2 separate regions of the Mus musculus genome follow, and region 1 is linked to region 2. A link is a contact called in public Hi-C data. All regions are on one chromosome and are shown on one strand. Each heading gives the region's core, a stretch centred on a gene start, on an enhancer-like site or on the middle of the called end of the contact. The rest is flanking DNA. Distances are from core to core; before and after follow the strand shown.

Region 1 (2,726 bases), core at 187-2,686, 130 kb before region 2:
TTCTGCTTAAGAAACCAGTAACTTTCACCTAAAAACAGTGAGTGTAGTATTGAAAGATAATCTCCCTGAACGCCTTTAATCTCAGCACTCGAAAGGCAAGAGGAAATGTGGATCTCTGGGTTCGAGGCCAGCCTGGTCCAGGACAGCCAGGGCTACACGAAGAGAAAATTTCCGTTATCTTATCAACTTTGTTATAAAATAACTAGAAAAGGACACTGAGCAGACGCATGCCAAGGTGGCTGAGTTTGGCGAGCTCTAAGAATCACCCTTGCTTCTTCACCTCATGCTCCACCAACTTATGCAAGAACTGCTTTAAAGAAGGCTCTTGAGTCCCTAAGTCGGGCCAATGCTGTGCGATACATATATAGTATGGGTTATAACTCACTCGAAGGCCGGGCAGTGGTGGCCCACGCCTTTAATCCCAGCACTTGGGAGGCAGTGGCAGGCGGATTTCTGAGTTCAAGGCCAGCCTGGTCTACAGAGTGAGTTCCAGGACAGCCAGGGCTACACATAGATAAACCCTGTCTGAAAAAGCAAAACACTCACTTTAAGTTTTCTAGTCACGTGTCTAAAAATAAAATTAACAAACAGTACACCCAATATGCGGCAAGTTGCTTCGTGTGTAACACAGTTCAGAACCCGACCCTTTATCTTAAAACATATTTGGCGCTCCTACTCTTCTTACACTTAAAACACATAAGTTTGGTCAAGTTATATTTCTAGTGTATTCTGTCTGATCACATGGCTAGCGGCTACCAAAACAAAGCAGCGGAGAGGACAGTGAGTCCAACAATCCATTCTCACAGCACTGAACATTAGGAGTTAACAGGTCCTCTGATGAATGCTACTGGAAAGCATGCTAGAAGTTCTACAGCATTCCCCATCAAATTAAACGCCTCTCTCCCGTTGGTCACTGAGCTGACCCTCTAGGGTCCAGCCCGTCTGGCCCACTCGATGGCCCGACTTCCGCGGCCTGGCACCGAGCTCCGGGCTAGTGAGTAGCGGACCTACCTGGCTGTGCACCCCGTCGGCTACCTGCGGGCTGCCCGCGCTTTCTACTCTGTCGCCGCCGCCCGCGGCCCGGGGTTCCTCCTGCTCGCCAGGAGGTGGCTCTCCGGGCTCCCGGCTACAGCCCTGCAGCTCCTGTCTGTCGTCCCCGCCGCCGCGTCGCTTGCGGGGCGCAGACGCAGGCTCCGCCATGATCCCCGCGTCCCCCTGGCGCTTGAGGGGCCGAGCCGTCCCAGACGGCGGGACCCAGAGCGGCGGCTCCTCGGGGAAGTCGCTGAGCAGGAGCCGCTTCCAAGGCACGCGGAACGTGAGCGGCTCAGCCGCACGCCGCTTGGCCATGGGCCAGGGACGAGGGTCGCGCGGGCGGCGGGCGGAGGGCGAAGGGCAGCGCAGAGCTCGGCTGTCCCGAGGGCGGACGAGACGTTGTGGGGGAGCCACCGCGCAGCGCCGGAGTTTCGAACCTGCGCCGTGATGCGCGCGCACCTGCGCCCATCCAGCACAGCCGCTGGTTGGTGGAGGCTCGCGGTTCGCGTTCCCGAGCGCCCTTGCGGCCGGAAGTGCGCCCTCTGAGGGGGCGGGGCATGGGGATGTGGATGGAAGGAGGCCGCTACCCCCTGGCGGCCTTCTTTTGACTTGCACGGTTGTTCGCATTCCCCTGTGTGTGCGCCTCTCGGTCCCCAAGCGAGGACTCGGGCAGGAGCGGCCGAAAGACTCCGCGGCCTCAGAGGTCCCAGCGGCAAGTGCGCTGGGGCCCTTTCCTCTGTGCTGCGATCCTGGGGCGGCGGAAGTGTCTGCTTAGCCCGCAGCGGCCTGCAGGTTCCAGGACCTCTCCAGTGGGTGGTGTCTTGGCAGAAAAATGTAAACCGTGGCAGAAATAAGTCCGTACTTTTTTTTTTTTTTTTTTTTTTGGTAAAAAGCAAAAAGTAACTAAAGGATAGGGTGCTTGCCTACCATGCCCAAGGCCTTAGATTCTATCCCCAGTGCTGCAAGGATAAGGAGAAAACGCAGTAACCAAACAAAACTAAGGAAAAAACAAAACAAACAAAAAGAAACCAAGCCCATCAACGCTCCGGAGAAACATTCTTTCTAGGGCATGGTAGAGCTGTTTTAGCTGATAGGTACTGTGTATGGGTGTATTTATGAATATGCGCCATGTGCATGCTTAAATATCTCTAGATGTAGTTGTAAGCCATCTACACAGAGAAACTTCCTTCCAGCACTGGGGATTGAACCTACGGCCTTGGGCATGGGAGGCAAGATCTCTATCCTTGAGTTACTTTTTGCTTTTACCGAAAGACTAAAATACTGGCTCAAACAAACCCATCACGGTTTGCATTGGTGGGAGGACAGCAAATAACCAACAAGCACAAACAGCGTTATCGGTAGTGTACAGAAAGTTCTGTTTGATCGCTCCATTTCCTGTTTGCACTTGGTAATTCTTCCACCTGGAACAAATGATAAATTCGCCATTGCCATTTTCACACTAGTGACACAGATGATTTGTTGTGCGGAGACCATGTTCCAACACAATAGAATACAACATGGGCAGGTGTGTTCCTTCTGTTCTCCAGAATCTTGCTGCCCTCCCCCCACCCCGCCCCTCATTCCTTGTGATACTTAGCATTATGTACACAAGGTAGTATAAAGCATATGCATAGCTAAAATGACCGTAACACGCAAGTGTCCCTGCCTGGCTTCAGAAGGGAAAGAGCATCTGT
Region 2 (2,789 bases), core at 280-2,779:
ATGATCAAGACTTTGCAAGGTTTTACTGCAAAGGGCGAGTTTCCCCCCATATGATAAATGATTCTCAATTTTGAATATATACCATTGGTCTAAATCAGATCTAAAGTAAAACGATAGTATCAAGCAAACCCATCTGAAGTCAGATGGAGCCTTTCATGTCGTCATTTCCTTTGCTCTTTGCTAATAATGGTATGCTTTCCAGCATGGCAGCATGGCTCTGTGAGTGACCGAAGGTAGATGTAACTAAAACTCACCACTCCATGATTACCTTGAGCTTTAGACTTAATGAACATAGCAATCAACCACACCTGAAGTTTTTCTAGGCTTTGCCAAAGACTGGAATCTATTCACAATATTGTGAATGGTTCTTCAAGTTTAGAAATGAGGTACAAATTCTTCAAGATTAAAATACAGATGTGGGAAGATAAATGTGAACGGAATGAAGGTTTTACATGGTGGTTGTTTCAAAAGAAAGAAAGGGATTGTCTTTGTTGTTCTGTGTTATAAAAAAATTCTCTGTTATAAAAAAAAAGAAAACATTTAATTGGGGGGCTTCTTACAGTTTCAGAAGAGTCCATGATCATGATTATGTTGGCAGGGAACATAGTCACAGGCAGGAAAACGTGGTGCTAGAGATGTAGCCGGGAGCTTTGAGTCCTATTCTACAGTAAGCAGAGAGAGAAAGACAGACAAATAGACATATGTACATACAGACAGACACAGACTCAGCCTAGCATAGGCTTTTGAAACCGCAGTGCCCACAGCCAGCAACACACCTCTTCCAAGAAGGGCACACCTCCTAATACTTTGCAAGCAGCAACCAAGCACACAGTGTATTAGCCATTCATCATGTGGGTTGGGTGATGTGAGGGTTGGGGGATATGATTCTCATTCGGACCACCACAGGGTTTAAAATGCAAGCCATGTGTCCCTACACAGAGGCCAGCTCTTTGCTGCCCTCGCTGCTGTCCTGTGACTGTGTGCTTTACCTTCTCGGTCACATTCACCTCACCTTTCTCTCTCTCCATCACTGTGCCTTTCTCCCTCCCACCCAGTCATCCTTATTCCCTGGCCTGTGTCAAAACCCCGAGTTTAGTCCCCTGCCTGAGCCTGAGAAACAGTAAGCGTTCTCCTTGTCTTTGGGGTTTAGGAGAACCTCCTAAATTATCCTCCTTGCCCATTGCTAAGTCCCATCATACATAAGCCTGCCCATGAGCCCGCTGCCCCTTTGTATTGCCTTCCACTTCAGTTCACCCACAGTGGAAACCAGCCTGGAGCTTGGTGCTTTAACCATGGTTAATACTCATCAGAAGAACTGGTGTTTCTCTAAAGACAGTCATTTATTGATGTGAGCTCTGGAGGGAATGACAAAGTGTTTGTTAGCTTAGCTGGTGCTGCCCAGACACTGCGTGGGACAAAAAGTAGAAACCATGTTTGTTAGTGGGTGGGTGGCTTTTGCTTGAGGTTGACCTCCCAGTCCGTCCTGTCCAGTTGGGTGAGGAAGGAAGGCTGTGGCCTAACTTCCTTTCTTTGCCACTGACTTCCTGTTGCTAGACTCCAGCCTTCAAGGAGACTCTACTGCACTGTAAGGTTCCTTACGTGCTAAAGGTTCTCGTTCTCTGTCTCTCGTGCTTGGTCCTGACCAGCAAGTTGTCTGCAATAGGATCTTTGCTTTCTAGCTTGATAGGGTTCTAGGTCCATCTTCGTATGGTCCCCAGACAGAGCAGGTCATATTTCCAGGGAAGTCTGGGCTCTGCTAGTGAGAGACCTGGATTTGGCTGCCATCAATTGAATTCTAACAGTGTTTGCTCTCGAATTACATTTTCCTTCTCAGGAAATTTGTTACTGTAAGAATTTGATGAACACAGCCGAAGAGGCAGCAGTTAGATTAGCCATCTTCCCTTTGACCCCTGTGCAAGATTGTTTTAGTTAGCATTTGATAGAGTCCAGATTTTCATTGATTTTTTAATTTTTTCTAAATTTCAGCCTCTTGCTACTTCTTAAAGTTACTTTTTCCTGAAATGAAACGGAAGCATCTGTATCCTCACCCCCTCTCCCTCATTGCTCACCTTTCTGTGTCCTGCCTTCAGGGACCGCACAGGCTGTGCGCTGACTGACATGGAGTGGCTGCTGATACTCCGTGTTGGCCGCGGTGCCTGTGGCTGGTGGCTTTGTGCTGGGGTTGGACAGGTGGGGTTGGACATTGCCAGCGACTTGGCAGCCCCTCGCAGTGAGGCTCTGCAGGTTGGAAAGTAGTGATGGGAAGGGTCACAGAGAGCGCATAATCCCTGGATCAGGGAGGATTGTGGTTCCTTTCTTTCTTTTTTTTCTTTTTTTAATTTTGTAATTATATTTAGGTATAGAAAACTTAGTGTACATTTAACCCAATTTAGTGGCAAGTTCTTTAGCCTTTGCGTTTTCCAGCTTGGCAATGCGAGCCACAGACTTAGGACCCAGGACATTGCCTCCCCAGTGGTGACAGATCTCGTCATATCTGTCATTATAATTGGTCCTAATGGCTTCCACCAGCTTAGCCAGAGCACCCTTGTCTTCCGAGTTAACCTGTGTGAAAGCAACTGTGGTGCATGTCTTCCTGTGGACCAGGTGCCCCAGCCTGGCCTTTCCCTTGATGATGCAGTAGGGCACCCCCATCTTTCGACACAGGCAGGTAGGAAAACCACCAGCTCAATGTGGTCACCAGCTGAGCCTTCTTGTTCTCCACCAAGGTGGTGACTGTATTGACTCCTGCTTGGAGGACAGGTGGTCTCTTAGTTGGGATGTCCCCTTTG

Evidence for each region. Hi-C and Micro-C count contacts between places; a contact is called where the count stands out from the background.
Region 1: a Hi-C map of granulocyte-monocyte progenitors shows a contact between it and region 2, with 1.9 times the contacts expected there. The contact joins the promoter of D030056L22Rik here to the enhancer-like site in region 2. A contact is called at or near these places in 4 of 39 promoter capture datasets (the C10 cell line, the HPC-7 cell line, neutrophils and 1 more), 4 of 484 Hi-C or Micro-C datasets (Sertoli cells, bone marrow-derived macrophages, granulocyte-monocyte progenitors and 1 more), 6 of 115 datasets of contacts at active chromatin or transcription factors (effector CD8 T cells, embryonic fibroblasts, embryonic stem cells and 1 more) and 1 of 9 other capture datasets (liver).

The regions. Positions count from the first base shown.
Region 1 is chr19:18,711,945-18,714,670 of GRCm38.p6, reverse strand. D030056L22Rik (RIKEN cDNA D030056L22 gene) reads right to left here and starts at 1,436. Exons shown (of 2, transcript NM_001374130.1): 1 at 1,012-1,436. The coding sequence starts at 1,347.
Region 2 is chr19:18,581,826-18,584,614 of GRCm38.p6, reverse strand. All of the region lies in intron 9 of Ostf1 (osteoclast stimulating factor 1), which reads left to right. Among named protein-coding and RNA genes, the nearest start is that of Ostf1, 49 kb to the left of the region's middle. Within about 2 kb of position 1,529, at least 31 of the 459 cell types and tissues checked have an H3K27ac peak or open chromatin away from gene starts, as enhancers often do. A contact at or near this core is called in the HPC-7 cell line, bone marrow-derived macrophages, granulocyte-monocyte progenitors and 1 more, where this site is marked.